2 separate regions of the Gossypium hirsutum genome follow, and region 2 is linked to region 1. The links are chromatin contacts, called in public Hi-C maps. All regions are on one chromosome and are shown on one strand. The core of a region is the stretch at or near the end of the contact, and the rest is flanking DNA. Distances in the headings are between cores, read along the strand shown. Region 1 has its middle 39 kb from the start of LOC121207245. Region 2 holds the start of LOC121203192 (probable prolyl 4-hydroxylase 6).

Evidence for each region. A called contact is a pair of places that touch in the nucleus more often than the background predicts.
Region 2: a Hi-C map of leaf shows a contact between it and region 1, with 2.7 times the contacts expected there. The contact joins the promoter of LOC121203192 here to the enhancer-like site in region 1. A contact is called at or near these places in 5 of 34 Hi-C or Micro-C datasets (callus and leaf).

What each region holds. Positions count from the first base shown.
Region 1 is chrA09:7,300,027-7,307,797 of Gossypium_hirsutum_v2.1, reverse strand. No RefSeq gene overlaps it. Among protein-coding and RNA genes, the nearest start is that of LOC121207245, 39 kb to the left of the region's middle. Within about 2 kb of position 2,522, at least 3 of the 9 cell types and tissues checked have an H3K27ac peak or open chromatin away from gene starts, as enhancers often do. A contact at or near this core is called in leaf, where this site is marked.
Region 2 is chrA09:7,441,172-7,448,379 of Gossypium_hirsutum_v2.1, reverse strand. LOC121203192 (probable prolyl 4-hydroxylase 6) reads right to left here and starts at 1,401. Exons shown (of 8, transcript XM_041077480.1): 1 at 1,015-1,401; 2 at 881-938; 3 at 706-810. The coding sequence starts at 1,172. LOC121206938 (small nucleolar RNA Z199) reads left to right here and starts at 2,645; the gene lies at 2,645-2,725. It overlaps LOC121206940 (small nucleolar RNA R64/Z200 family), which reads left to right and starts at 3,107; the gene lies at 3,107-3,206. LOC121206939 (small nucleolar RNA U54) reads left to right here and starts at 2,964; the gene lies at 2,964-3,053. It also overlaps LOC121207242.

The sequences.
Region 1 (7,771 bases), core at 1,273-3,772:
GAATAAAAAGTTTTAGTAGGTGGCCCAATCATACCTAAATCAAGAGATTGGTGGCGACTCCACATTTTTGTTTTCAAAAGTCGATCCCCATTGTTTTCAAAATAAAAAGGGTTTCGATAGAGTTGAATTAATATAATGTTTAATGGTTGTTTATTGTTGTTCAAAGCATGATGAAATAAACATTTTAGGCGTGGTTTAATACATGCCTTGTTGACCTCTAAGGCTGTCCAAAACAAGACAAAATTTAGTTGTCTTTAAGATGTTCGAATGTGGTTGTTCAAATGGTTCTTCAAATTTTCCAAATGTGTCTTTAAGGTGCTCGAAAATGTCATATTAATGTTGTCCATATATGATTTTGAATACTGGAAATTTGCAGCATTTAATTTCCTGCTTGAAGTTGATTAAACCATGCTGTAAATGCAAAATATTTATATGTTGTTCACATGCTAAATTAACCATTAGTGAGCTTAAAATTGATCTATTCGAATGTGTTAAATTCCTTGATCAATGTGATGTTATTTATGCTAATGTATTGAGTATATTAAGTTGTGCAATTTGATGTTATATGTGGCGTTAATGTTGACTTGTTAATTGCATATTTTATTATTAATTTGATGTTATATGTGTCATTCATTAACTTTTGTTTCTTTTTTCTCAGGTTTGAGTTTTTGTTGGATGCAGGGTCTAGGATTAGCTGAATTCATGCATAGTGACGACTTGTTTGAGCTAACTGCTTAAAGTGTGCATTCTATCATTATTTTGTTCTATTTGTATTTTGTTAGATTTCTGGTGTACTATGATAAGTGCGGTATTTTGTTTGATTGTTATTGATAAACTTTCTGTTTGGTAGGATATATATTTATATCATAGATATTATTCTTTTTCTCAATATTTTGATAATGAATTTAAATTTTTTTTATATTTTTCATGACTTTTATAATATTATTTTTAAATTATGACATTTAGCTACGTTTTTGGGAGAAACATCGCTAAAGGTCATGACCTTTAGCGGCGTTTGTGGGAGAAGCGCCGCTAAAGGTCATGACCTTTAACGGCATTTTTTTAGATAAACACCGCAAACTTTAGCGGCGTTTTCTATAGCGGCATTTTTTGCGGCGCTTGTAAAAACGCCACAAATAGTTTTAGCGACGCTTTTAGGCCTAAAAAAAGGCCGCTAAAAGTCAATTTTGCTGTAATGCCTCGTACTCCTCAAAAATAGACTTGATAATATTCGCCCCCTCGATAGTAGCTTGCCCAAACACAATACTATCATAGGCAAATAACAAACTAACAAATGAGTATGGCTAGGTCCCCCCTGCTGATCCTCGTCCCACACAACACCCCAGACTGACAAGCCAAATATTAACACTAGCTAAATTAACATTTAATACATTTCATTCATACATCATGGCAAAGTTTAAAATAATTAACACTTAATAAAACATTTGTTGCTTTTTCCAAATTAAGCTAATTAAGGATGTAAGCAATATATTGGTACTAGTCAATTACTCAAGTTTGACAAAAAAAAATCAAAATCAAATTAGTAATTATCAAATTAAGCTTGAATTATCAAGTGAGTCAAATTTAAGCATTTTAATATCCAATTCGATAATGTTTTAGCTTCAAATTCCAGCATTGGTATGTAATTTTTTTTAGGTTTTATTCTCAAAACAATATTTATTACTAATTAAAAATAAGAAGTTTTTAATAACTTTATGATTAAATTAAAACCCGATTAACGAATGATATTAACTCAATCAAACAAGTATAGACTAATAAACCCTAACCTAATTTTTCCTATTTCTCTCGTAATACCATTACATTTCCTCCCAAGCTGCCATAACTCCCACAATGTCCAAGCCCAAGCACAAGCCCAAAACCTACCAACCTCATCCCCCCAATCTCATCTGCACATCAAAGTTTGATGAAGTAAAGCGTTAAACACTTATTCGGCCAACTAAGATTTGTATATCACTTAAATATATTTTTGGATTTTGAGTTTTTAATCTTTCACCTCTCCTTTCAACAACATAATACTTGTGTACACTAACACAACATCATAATACTGACTAAAATTAAAAGCTATATTGTTAAGAAAAGGAAATATATAGATTAAATATTATCCCTCTCTACAATAAAACAAGTAAAAAAAGAAAAGAAAAAAGCAAGCTAAAATTACAAAGCTTGTCGCTCAGTTTAATTGGCTAAGTCAATTAATCAACGTATTGTATATATTTTATCAATATATTTAAATATTGTATTACCCTTACACCTCGAGCAGATTTCTCAGATCCTCATGCCTTGGCATTGCTCCAAAGAACCACTCATTCCAACCGCCTTCTCAGCAAAATTCCTCAAAGAAGTCCTTCGAGAGAACTCTTCAAGAATTAATTTAACAAAGGCTCAATCTGTAATCACTATTTATAACACCAATTGCCAATCACCACCCTAACTACGCCACTTAAGCCTTCCACAATAGACTAGTTGACTAACCTACCTAGAGCCACCTATAAGGTAGTGACAGGTGGCATCTCGGGATTCTAGCTCAAGGTATATAAACCCTTTGTCTCCACATAGTAGGAGGATCTACCCCCTTTTCCTTCTTATCTCTGTCTCTCTAGATAGTTTCTCATACCTAACCACCCACAGTGGCTCACCAATGATCACAACCATCACCAACACCTTATCTGGTCCTCACATCAACAATTAGTGTAGTGAATGTAGACTACTTTCACCTTTAAAATTTTCGAGTTTCACCAGTACTATGAAAAGCAAGCTTATGTGACCCAAAATCCAAATCCAAACTCTCAGGAATTTCTAGCATTCCAAAAGCAATTTAGAGTACTCCAAGAGCAATTCCCCCGGTCACAAAAGTCCTAATTGCAACACCCCAAAATTTTTAGTACAATAAACGGTATTGTTCCGGGAATGTATACAAGAGATTTATCAAGAAAATGGATTGAGAGCATTGAAATTTGGTTTAGCCAAAAATAAATAAATAATTTAGAATTTGGTGAAAGAAAGATTAAAAGTGAAAACAAATCATAGGAAGAAAAGGTAGAGTCACAAATAAATATTTGTTTTATAAACATTACATGAAAATATATTGATAGGCGAAATTGAAAATTAATGGTATGGACTAGATTGCATAAAGTAGAAAAGTTCAAGAGTTAAAGTGTAATTTAATTATTTAATAGAGAAAAGACTAATTGACAATTTTCCCATAGTTAAGTGATTTTTATGAGACATTTAATAAATATATTTGGATATACATGAGTAAAAGGGGTGAAATTTGGTATACTTTAAATGGTTGGTCAATTAATTGATTAAAATAAAAGAAAAAGAAAAAATGTAGAGCTCCTCCACACTAAGGAAGGTTGAATGGTAGTAGAAGGGGTAGAAAAAATAATAATAATTTGGTTAATCTTCTTGGAGAAGGAGAAAGATTAAAAAATAATGAAATATTTTCGAGGATATATTAATTATTTTAAATTAAAAGATTGTTTTTGAATTTCAAATTAGAAAAAAAATATTTTGATTGAATTAATAATCCTTAGATAAGATTTTTAAGGATTATATCCTAACCATTCATTTAATTTATTAAATAATAAAATGAATAAATAAATAGAATAGAAAAAAATTAAAGAAACGTCTATAAGATAGAAGAGAAATCATTCTCTCTATATAAAAACCCCAATGTGGGGTGTGGAAAACGACAGTTTTTTTATGCAGTTAGCTTTCTTTCCTATTTAGGAACATTTTCTAACCATTTTTTTAGAAAATTTTATAAGATTAAGTTAGATTTCATTTAAAAAAAAGAATTTAAGTATATTTTTTTAAGGATAAATTATAAAAGTAGTCATTTTTGTTTGTTTCAGATTATATTCTAGTCATTTATGTTTGAAATGTTAAGTTTTAGTCACTTGCATTATCGTTTTGTTACGAAATGGTTGCTCTACCGTTAAGCTCTGTTACCTCCTCAACGGCAGTCCTACGTGGCAGTCTAAATGGGTTTTAAATACCAACTCGGAAGTCCTACATGACAGTCCAAATTAAATTTATTTAATTAAAAACGTATTTTCATCACAAGAACTTGACATCCAAGTTGGAATTTAAAACCCATTTGAAGTACCACGTAAGACTGGCGTTAAGGAGATAATAGAGTTTAACGGTAAAGTGACCACTTCGTAACAAAATGATAATGTAAGTGACTAGAACATAACATTTCAAACATAAGTGACTAAAATGTAATCTAAGGCAAACAAAAGCGATTATCTTTATAGTTTATCTTTCTTTTAAAACCAAATATGAAAACTTGAATATGAATATTAGAAGTGGAAGAGAGTATGGATACATATGTGCATTAATTTGTGTATTTAAATAGTCGTGTAAAAGCAAAGATTAAATATGTGGAATTATTTTGTATACTTTATATGGTGAAAATAATATAATTAAAGTATGTAGAAATTGATGAATGATTTTTTATGTTTTCTTAAATATAAATAATTAGAAGAAAGTAGTGTGATAAATTTAATTATGAAATATGAAAATGAGATTTGATTATTTTGGATGATGTGGTTGTTTGTTTGCAGTGATGGAAGTGTGAAATATTTATTTTGAATAAAATTTAGATAGGTGAAATATGTTAGTTCATGAAAAGAAAATAAAGTCAACTGATTAAATAGAATAAAGATGAAATTAGTGAAAAATAAATTAGTTGATTAAAAATTCAAACATAGAGAATCAAAGAAAGAAATAGTTGGAAGTTGGATTAACTATGTTAAAGAAATTAGAAATAATTTTGTATGTGAATTGAATTGGAAACTTAATGAACAAAGTGTTTAATTTTGATAAGAATTAAGAAGAGGTTTAAATTGTAAGATCTATAAATATAGAATTTGAAAAGCTAAATAATGAAATTTGAATTAAATCATCAATTGCTGAGTTGTAAAAGTTATTGGAATAAAAAGTTTCAGAGAAATTGAATAAGAAAGCTGTAATTGAAAGATGGGGACTAAGTTATAAAATTTGAAAAATCTAAAAATTCCTAAAAAGGGGTTGATTTGCAAAATTTAAAACACCCTGAGCTGTTTTAGAAGTAACATGATAATAATTCAAGGGCTAAACTGTTAAATGGTAAAAAATTAAAATATTAAGGACTAAATTGTAAAATTTTAGAATTAAAATTTTAGTGATTGAATTGTAAATTCTGTGAAACTTGAAGTTAGGGACTACTTTGGTAAAGTCTGGAAATATAAATATAAAAATTAGTGAATTTCAATGGACTAAGTGATTGTAATTCATTAAAAGAAAACAATAAAATATGATTAATTAAATCTGATAAGAATTGAATTTGATTTGGATTTTTTATTTATTTATGGGTGTAACTGCATTAAATATAATTTGAGAAAAGTTAGTATGATATTATATTCAATTGTTTTGATAATTGGGAATAGTATATCATGTTGATAAAATTCGATTATGTTAAAAAGTGATTTAATGAAGTAAAATTTATTATCATTATATTATAAGTAAAAAAAAGAAAACAAGAAAAAAAAAGGTGATATTGTGGAACTAATTGTTAAAAAATTATAAAAAAAAAGAGAGAAAAAACAAGCAAAAGTATTTGGAAGATGCATTTGAAATTGAATGTAGCATCTCTTACTTGAATTTGTTATGGAACCGAGTGATGGGTGTTACACGAACAACTTTAACACCACATATACCAACAACAAGAAGAACAACTTCAGCATAGTATGTAGGAGCTCCTAAATAATTATAGATGAGATATGGGAAAACGTGAAGATGAAGAAGAAATAGTCTTCTCCATCAAGCAAGACCAAAACCTCAATTGAAGGACAACCAAACCAGAGGGCACAAAAGTCGAGCCAGAAATAGGTTGTGATGTGCCTTCAAAAAGAAACCCCGAGTATATGCCCAAGCCTATATCCACTAGAGAGATGGCATGGAGAAGTGAAGTTGAACTTTTATGGAAGGGGATACAAGACCTAAGAACAAAACACCTTTGGTAGACAAGATATACTCTTAAGGCTAATGACCCTTAAGCCCCATGTACCATTCCTACAAGACATCCAGCTAATTTCAAGGTTTCAAAGGCTAGATTGATGGAAAGAAAGACCCCACCAATTACCTAGCACAAGTTAAGAGTTGTATAGAGATATTAGGAGCACTAGATAAGTTTTCCTTTGACCCTCCAAGGCCATGCCATAAACTTGTACAACTCGCTACAACCAGGCTCCATCAATAACTTTGATGAGTTAGCAAAAATCTTTGTGGGGCACTTCCTAACCAACAAAGCCACACTCAAATCCAAGTAGAGCTTGTTAGAAGTAAGACAACGATAAGGAGAGCCCCTCCTTGATGATTAGGTGATTTTGACCTACATTACAAGTCTCGACCATCAATTTTTGAAATTCAACCTTACCATAAATAGACTAGAAAATTATTTCAGTTATATGACATGGTCACGAAGTGTGCTGAGATCGGAGAGATCAATAGTGCAACTAGTTCAATGTTTAGTTCCAATATACCATCTAGAGAAGACGGGTATAGTTGGGGGAAAGAGTAAAATAGGAACAATGAGAGGATGCACAAGTCTTTAAAAGTCAACAAAAAGGAGCAATCCTCCCCGAAGTTCCCTAAACCTAGAAGATGGCAACTTGATGATTATCCTCATAACACGCATCGTAAACAGCTCAATTTCACAAGAGGAAAGGAGTAGAGATCCAGAGGACTTTAGAGGCAATTCGATGAATACACCTCACTAACATCACCCTTGGACGAAATCCTATGACATGTGGCAAGCTCGAGATTATTAGATCCCCCTCCCCAATGAGGCTAGACCCAATAAGGAACTATTTTCAGATATGTGATTTTTACCACCAAACTGGTCATTCCACTGAAAGGTGTGTTTCCCTCAAAGATGCAGTGGAAAGCGCAATACAAATAGGATAGTTACATCAGGAAAATGCTAGGCAAAGATAGCCCAAGGTAGAAGGGAAACAACCTGCTAGTGTCACAGGGCTAGATCTTTCGTCTAACGATCCGTGACGCCTTGGGTGATCCATTCGCTCCAAACTCGCCTAGGTTAGCCTTTAATCCAAAAAGTGAGGATTCCTTTAGAATTTCTCTAAGGCACCAATTTGTACAGCGAAAGCAAGTATGCCAAAAGAAGCTACAAATGAACAATAGAAAGCCAAAGAAAGACTGCACATAAAGTGTTTGAGTAAATGCTCAAAGAATTCTATTACTCTTAAGAATTCAACATACAATGGATGATATACAAATGAGGAGGAAGCTATCTCTTTATAGTTGAGCTCCCCCAAAACCAACGGTCAAGATCAAATTACATCGATGGACGAGATTAGCTTATCACTTGATTTTAGGGATTTACAAGATTACATCATATCAAATCAAATCTACAAGATATGATTCCCATATTTGCTAAAAATAGCCTATGTTGCCATATCTTCATTATCGGGTCAACCAGGCTTCAATTTGATAGGCTTCTCTAACATTTCTTGGAGTCGTGCCAGTTTTCCTAGGCTAAATGATCCCCATCTAATCGATAAACCTCTATGGGGTGCATCCTATGCCATGATCACGGGCTATACACCTTGGCCTGTGATATTCTCCCCCACCCATTCTCACAACGACCTCTTTGCGACTTCTGAATGACACTGACTTGATTCTCCTTGGAACTCTCTTGTTGCCTTGGTGTAACACCCCGAATTTGGGCCTAGAAGTATTA
Region 2 (7,208 bases), core at 152-2,651, 140 kb before region 1:
GAACCATTCGTTCAATGAGGAAACAGATTCTTTCGGCAAAGACCTGGCTTTCGGATTAAGTTTGAATGAATCATGAGGGGAAAAATACACAATGCATCACCCATGACATTTCAGAATACAACTGCTTTCAGTACAAACACTTCGGAATACAATGCGTAACATTCTTCTAGACTGTTGGTTCAATGGGGAGACAGATTCTTTCAGCAAAGACTCGGCTCTCGGATTAAGTTTGAATGAATAATGAGTAGAAAAGCCACACAATGCATCAACCATCACATTTCGGAATACAAGTTCTAACATCAAACACCTAGCATTCTGCCATTCAAGTGATTAAAATCTCACAAGCACCACGCAAATTTCAGTTCATATAGTCAGTCTATATCAAATACATGTTCTCAAAAACAGAACAATCTCAAACAGCTATGACCAGTATCCCACGGAAGGGAAAAAAAAGCATGAAAGTACTAATACAATGACATAATAATAAGCAGCCAGATGCTTCATCCTTTCTTAAACAAAGCAAGAATAAGATTGCATAAAATTACACAAAAACAAGATCATATGGATAATAAATCAATTCCTTTTACTTCTAAATTCAACAATTCGACTCATAAATTCAGCATTCCTCTCTTAAATTAACATAAATTCCAGTAATTTCACAGTTTTAAGCTAAAAAAAGGAATGAAAGACAATTCATTTATATACCAGAGCTTTCTCAAGAAACATGCCGGAGCTGGTTCGAACTTCACTTTCAATACTCTGGCCTGATACATCATCTGCCACCATTGACTTCTCTAACTTATCCTTAGCCTGAAATTAATACAATTTTTTTTTATATGTTGAAATTCTTCAACAACAAAAGAGAAAAATGGTTGCTTACCCGAAAAATAAGGTGATCACTTTCCTCACTTGATAAAAATCCTTTGTAAATAAAAGCCCTTCAAGAAAAAAAAATCGTAAATTTTAAAGTTTTGAATTACCTGAACTGCAAAAAGGATTAGAATTTGAAGTTACCTAGGGCGCCATGAGAGTTGAGTAACAGAAGTGGGATCAAATTGAACAGAAGAAGTTCCTCCTCTCATTTTAAGCACCGATCCATTAATCTCAGCCGAAACCAAAGTAAAATTGATCAAAAGAAGAAGAAAGAATCCGAGAAAATACTGGTACTCCATGAGAAAAGAAATTCTATTTGTTTGGATCCAATATTCGCAAAAGAATTAATCTGTTTGTTTGCTTGCTTGTTTTCTTTTTTTCAAATCATCTTCCATTTAAGAGTGAATTTAATTGGCGGCCATGGATTTGGCCAAAATATTTAATGTTTCCGTAAGAAAGCTTCATAAAATTTCTGGCAGATGTCAGAAAATCTTAATTGGAAACAATGAGTTCTTCACTTTATTTTGGCTTATCCTAGAAATCCGTCTTTAAACTTTGTTTTTTTTCACTGATACTTAAAATTCTTTTCGTTAGTTAATCGGTTAATTCTATTTAGAGAAAGATAACTAATTAGTAATTCACACAAAATATATTATTTTCTCTTTATATATATTTTGGGTAAATTATACTATTAATCATCTAATTATCAATGTATAATTTTTTTAATTTGGTCACTAACGCTTTAGATCGTTTCCGTTTTACTCACTTTCCATCAAATGGCTAACGAGATTAATGTCATGGTCTTTTTTAACTAGTATAATAATATATTTAGTTATCGATATTTACACATTCTATCAATTTGATTCTAACTTTATATAATTCAATAAATTTAACACTTTGTATTTACAAATTATATCAATTTCATCCTCAAACACATATAATTAAATATAAATAAAATTAAATGATTATTTTATATTATAAAAAAATAAAAATATATATAAGAGATGAAGACTTTACCAAAATGTTGAAATCGATTGGGGTTTTAGTTAAGAATCTACTTGTAAAATTTCACCCAATATCTACTGATGACTGTTAGCTTCATCATCTCCACATAGCCATTGGAGAGATTCAATATATAGGATGAAATTGGTTTGAAATTTTTGTTTTTATAATTATCTCTAATCAGTTTTTTGAAAAACAATTTCTTCTTTTTATCTCTGGATGAATTCCCTTACTTGCATTCCTTTTATCTATTTGTTTAATGAAAAAAATTAATTTTTTTTAATAATCTCATTACAGTTTCTGATCATATTTATTTTTTTACACAATATTTAAAATTAGCTATAGTCTTTTCTTAACGCATAAATAAAAAAATAATACGCTTCAATATAATTGAACTTACATTATCCTACATTGACAATAATACCCCCTACACCTCACATGTTGAAAAACAAAAAAAAAGAAAGAAAGAAAAAGCCCAAAATCTAAACTCAGCCCATAGAGGAAGAGCTGGAATTTTAAAGGCCAAGAAAACTGTTCGATCCGTTTTCAATTATTAAGCAATTCAGCCAGTTTCAATTCTCTAGTTGCAATCTAGGGTTTATAGCAACCTCTCCAATTAGATCTATAAATACCCTGAAAACCCTCACTTTCGCCACCTTCCCTCTTCTTCACAACTAGGTTTCATTTCGTTTCCTTTCAGCTCTCAGATCTATGGTTTATGGTTTTCATTTCACCGAAAATTTCTTTCCTTCGTTTTGTATTTGTCATCGATCAATTGATGAGAAAAAAAAACTGCAACAATATGAATGGATTTATTCCATGATTACTTGTATTTAAGTCTCTGATGATCGTTCCTTTGTTTCATTTATTTATTGAAATTTATTAAAAAATTCTCGATTTTTTTCGTTGTAAATTTCTTTAAAATTTTGAGATATGATGAGGTTTAATTGGTCCGTGTTTCTGATTCAACAGTGACAGACAATTTTTTTTTACCAAACTCTGATCTCAAAATTCAACTTGCGATATTTTTTCTATTTTTGGATTAAAAGTTTCAATTTGTGTTTCCAAGTTGAGAAATTAATTTGATTAGCTCTATGATTATTCAGCCTAATATGGGCAATATACGCTATTCCGATTTGCAGAAATGAGCAGAAATTTTGAGAGAAAGAATGAGAGCTAATTTTGAACATTGTTTTGATTTTATCTTTTGTTAAACTGCTTTATTCCATAACTTCTGCTGTGATGAATTATGAAATAAATTCACATGTCAGACTTCAGAGATTTTTTTTAAAAAATCTATGAGAAGAAAATTCATGATTTCTGAGCAGATAATGTATATTTTTTATAGTCCTCTATTTTATAAAACGGATTTTATGAAGAGAATAATTATATTTGTGCTTTATATTATACAAATTAGTGATTGAGAATTTAATCGTATTTACCTATTAAATAGAATGTAGAAAATTAATTATTTAAAATTATTAAATTATTTAAAGTTAGGATTAAATTGATAAAATTTGTAAGTATTTGAGGATTAAATGTGTTATTATAGTAATTAGAAAAGGACTTTCTTTTATCAATTTAATAGTGGGCAACTAAAATATAAATTAATTCTAACATTAGTGTCTAAAATAAAAATTTTTAAAATTGAATGATCAAAATAAAAATTTAAACATAATTAGGGGATTATTTGTATAATTTACTCTTAATAATTATATATAAATATTTGAAAGATGAGTCATTTAAAAGGTTTTGTAATGAAAGTAAATATTAATTATGAAAATAAATTATAGATTAAAACTAAAAATAACAATAAAATTATTCAACTTAAAAACATGTACATAAAAATATATATCTTACTACTTATATAATATTATAATAAAAAAATCACAATAAAAACAAATTGTTAAAAAAATTATATATCCTAAACCTTAATTAATATATATAGCTTAGGAAAATTATTTGATGCATTCGAACAAAGGTAAAATGCTGCCATGTGATTTTAGGAGAATATTAGAAAAAAATAAAAGGGTGAGTACTCGATACATTGACACTATACTTTTTTTTAATATTTTTTTAATATTTTACTATTTTTCTTTTGGACATTTATTGTAAGTGTAATAATTTTTCTAAAAATAAATTAAAACAGACATGTATCATGTATTTAAGGGTGTGTAAATTTTGGGTAAAATCGAATTAATTTAGTTAGCCGATTGAATTTGGTTAATCGGTCAGTTAATCGAATTAATTCGGCCGGGAGTCTGTTAATAATTTTTTAAAAATTCAGTTAACGGTTAATTCGGTTTGAAATTGGTTGATTAACTAAATTAATTGGAATTTTATATTTTTATATATATTTTACATATATTAAATTCGGTTGATTCGATTAATTCAGTTAATTTGGTTAATTCGGTTAATTTTTTATATGTTTTATAATTGTTTTAATCAAAAAATAATAAAACACATATATTTCGATTAATTAGATTAACTGACTGAATTAATCGAAAAAGTTTAGTTCAGTTAACGGTTAAGGGTTTAAAAGGACAAATTAATTCGATTAATGATAGTTCATGTCAGTTAATCAATTGAACACCTCAAATGCACTAAACCTTACTCGTGGAATTAAAAAACTCCATTGATAATGGACAGATTACTAACACTATAACTTATCTAAAATTATAATCATTAAAAAAAATTTAACACTTGAATGGTTACGAGTATGGTTAGGGCTGCAAATGAACTGAACTTGAATGAACAAATCTCTATTCATGTTCGTTTGTTTTTAAGCTTGTTCGTATTTGGTTTGTATTCGTCAAGAATTTTAATTTTTTGTTCATGTTCGTTTGTTTAATGATCAAGAACATGTTCATTTAACTTAATCGAACATGTTCACGAACATGTTCATGAACATATAATTGAACATGTTCATGAACATATAACAATGTTAATAAATAATAAACAAACAATAAATAAACACAAATACACATATATTGTTTAGATATAAAATAGTCAAACATAAATATTAATAATTATATAAATGAAAAAAATACAAATCAATATAAATTTATTAATATATACTAATGAAACAATAAATGAATTTTAAGATAATTTTATTAATATATACTAATAAAATTTTTATAAAAAAATATCATTAATAAATAAACGAGTCATAAACGAGCTTATTCTAGAACATAAATAAACCAAAAACATTTTCATTGGTGTTCATTCGCTTATCAAACAAACATAAAAAATTATTTATTTATATAAATAAACATAAATAGATGTTATACAAATGGTTCACAAACGTTCTGTTCATTTATACAATTAAGAGTCAGAAAAGAATGGCTGAACATTTTTTGGAAAATGACACGTGACTTAATTTGCTGCGTTACGCTTTTATGCAGTCATTTGAAGGAGTAAAACACAATTATACCAAACATGTATTTTAACTAAAATTATATAAAAATCTCAAATTTCAATTTCTTCATCAACGACAATTTCAGTATCTTCTTCTCCAAAATTTTCTCTTTAAAAAAAATTGATTTGGCAATAACCATCCCCAATTTGTAACTTTTATGGTTTAGCTTTTGGTTTCATTTTTGTCACTTCTCATCCAATGAAAGAAAAATAAAAGACCTAGCAATCTTCTGCCCTATTCAAAAACATCTTTCAAAATATCAACTTTTCACGGAGATATATTTTGACCACAATTTTTGTTAGTTTCATCCTAAAAGTGAAAGAAGAACAACAAAATCAATTTCTCCAAATCAAAAACCATCAGAAATCTTAATTTTTTTTTAAATTTTATTTCCCCAAACTAAAATCCCAAAAGCTGGATGTTCTCTTCATAAATCAAAATGGGTGTTTGAAATCGAAACCTCTAAAGATCTTGAGATGGAAACATGATCGAGGCCATCAACGACGACGCTGAGACAAGATTCCCCATCGTGACTGGAGTGAAGGACTTGACGAAGGTGAAGACAAGCTTGAGCTCTGCGATAGTGGTGGTGAAAAATGAAGCTTTGCATTTGAGTTGTGGAAGGATAGAAATCTATGGGTTTTGGGATTGAAATTAGAAATAGATTATAAATTTTTTTTTAATGAAGTTTTATTTTTTTTTAAGGCTTGAAGTGGGGTAAAAAGTTCTCAAATTAGAAAAAGAAAAAAATATTTAAGTTTATTTTTTTTTACTCAATTGAATATTTAACTTTTAAAATGTATTAAAAACCCTCAAATATTGGAAAAAAAATTAAGTTTTTTTTTTTCACTCAGTTGGGTACTTGAACTTTTAAAATACATTAAAAGGATCCTCATTTTTTTCAAACAAACAATTAAGCCCCTACTCTTATTAAAATTTAGAAAAAATTATAAAAAAATAAAATTTAGATAAATTATTAAATTTTAATAAAAATATAAAAATCGTAAAAATTTTATTAAAATAAAAAATTAATAACCCTTAGTTTTTTTAAATTAAATCCATCACGTATCGCAACATAGCGTGAAATGTGACGAAAAATGATAAAAAATAAAAATTAAAAAATGCTTCTTTCGGTACGATAATTTTTATAAATTTTTTTATAAAATTTATATTTCTTTACATTTTGTATAACTTTTTTATGACTTTATAAAATCTTATAATTTTTCATATTTCTATACATTTTATAAATTTGTACGATTTTTATAAAATTTTATAATTTTTTTATATTTATTTACGATTTATATATATTTTTATAATTTTTAACATTTGAATTTTTTATTAAAATTTAATAATTTATAGCTTTTATTGATTATAAATTTTATAATATTTTCTAATTTTCAATAAAAGCAGAGGCTTAATTGCTTTTTTTAAAAAAGTTTGAGGTTCTTTTTGATACATTTTGAAAAGTTTGAAGCTTAATTTTTATAATGAGTGCAAAAAATAAGTAGGGCTTAATTGTTTTTTTAAAAAGTTTGAAGCCTTTTTTAATTGAAAAAAGGGGTAAAATTGTTTTAAAGTCCCTTGACTTAGCAATGAAGCCTTGGATACCCAGTTGTATTTTAGCACTGCATTTCATCCTCAGACAGATGACTAATCTGAGCGTGTAATTCAAGTATTGGAAGATATGCTTCGATGTTGTATATTAGAGTTTGAAGGTAATTGGGAGAGGTATCTACCTTTGATTGAATTTGCTTACAATAACAGTTATCAGTCCAGTATTAAAATGGCTCCGTATGAAGCTTTGTATGGTAAGGAAAAATATGCATAGTGATGTGCCATATGGTATATTAATTAAGGATATATGATATTATGTAATAGGTATTTGTAATGTTAAAGTAGAGTTTTCTTACATGAG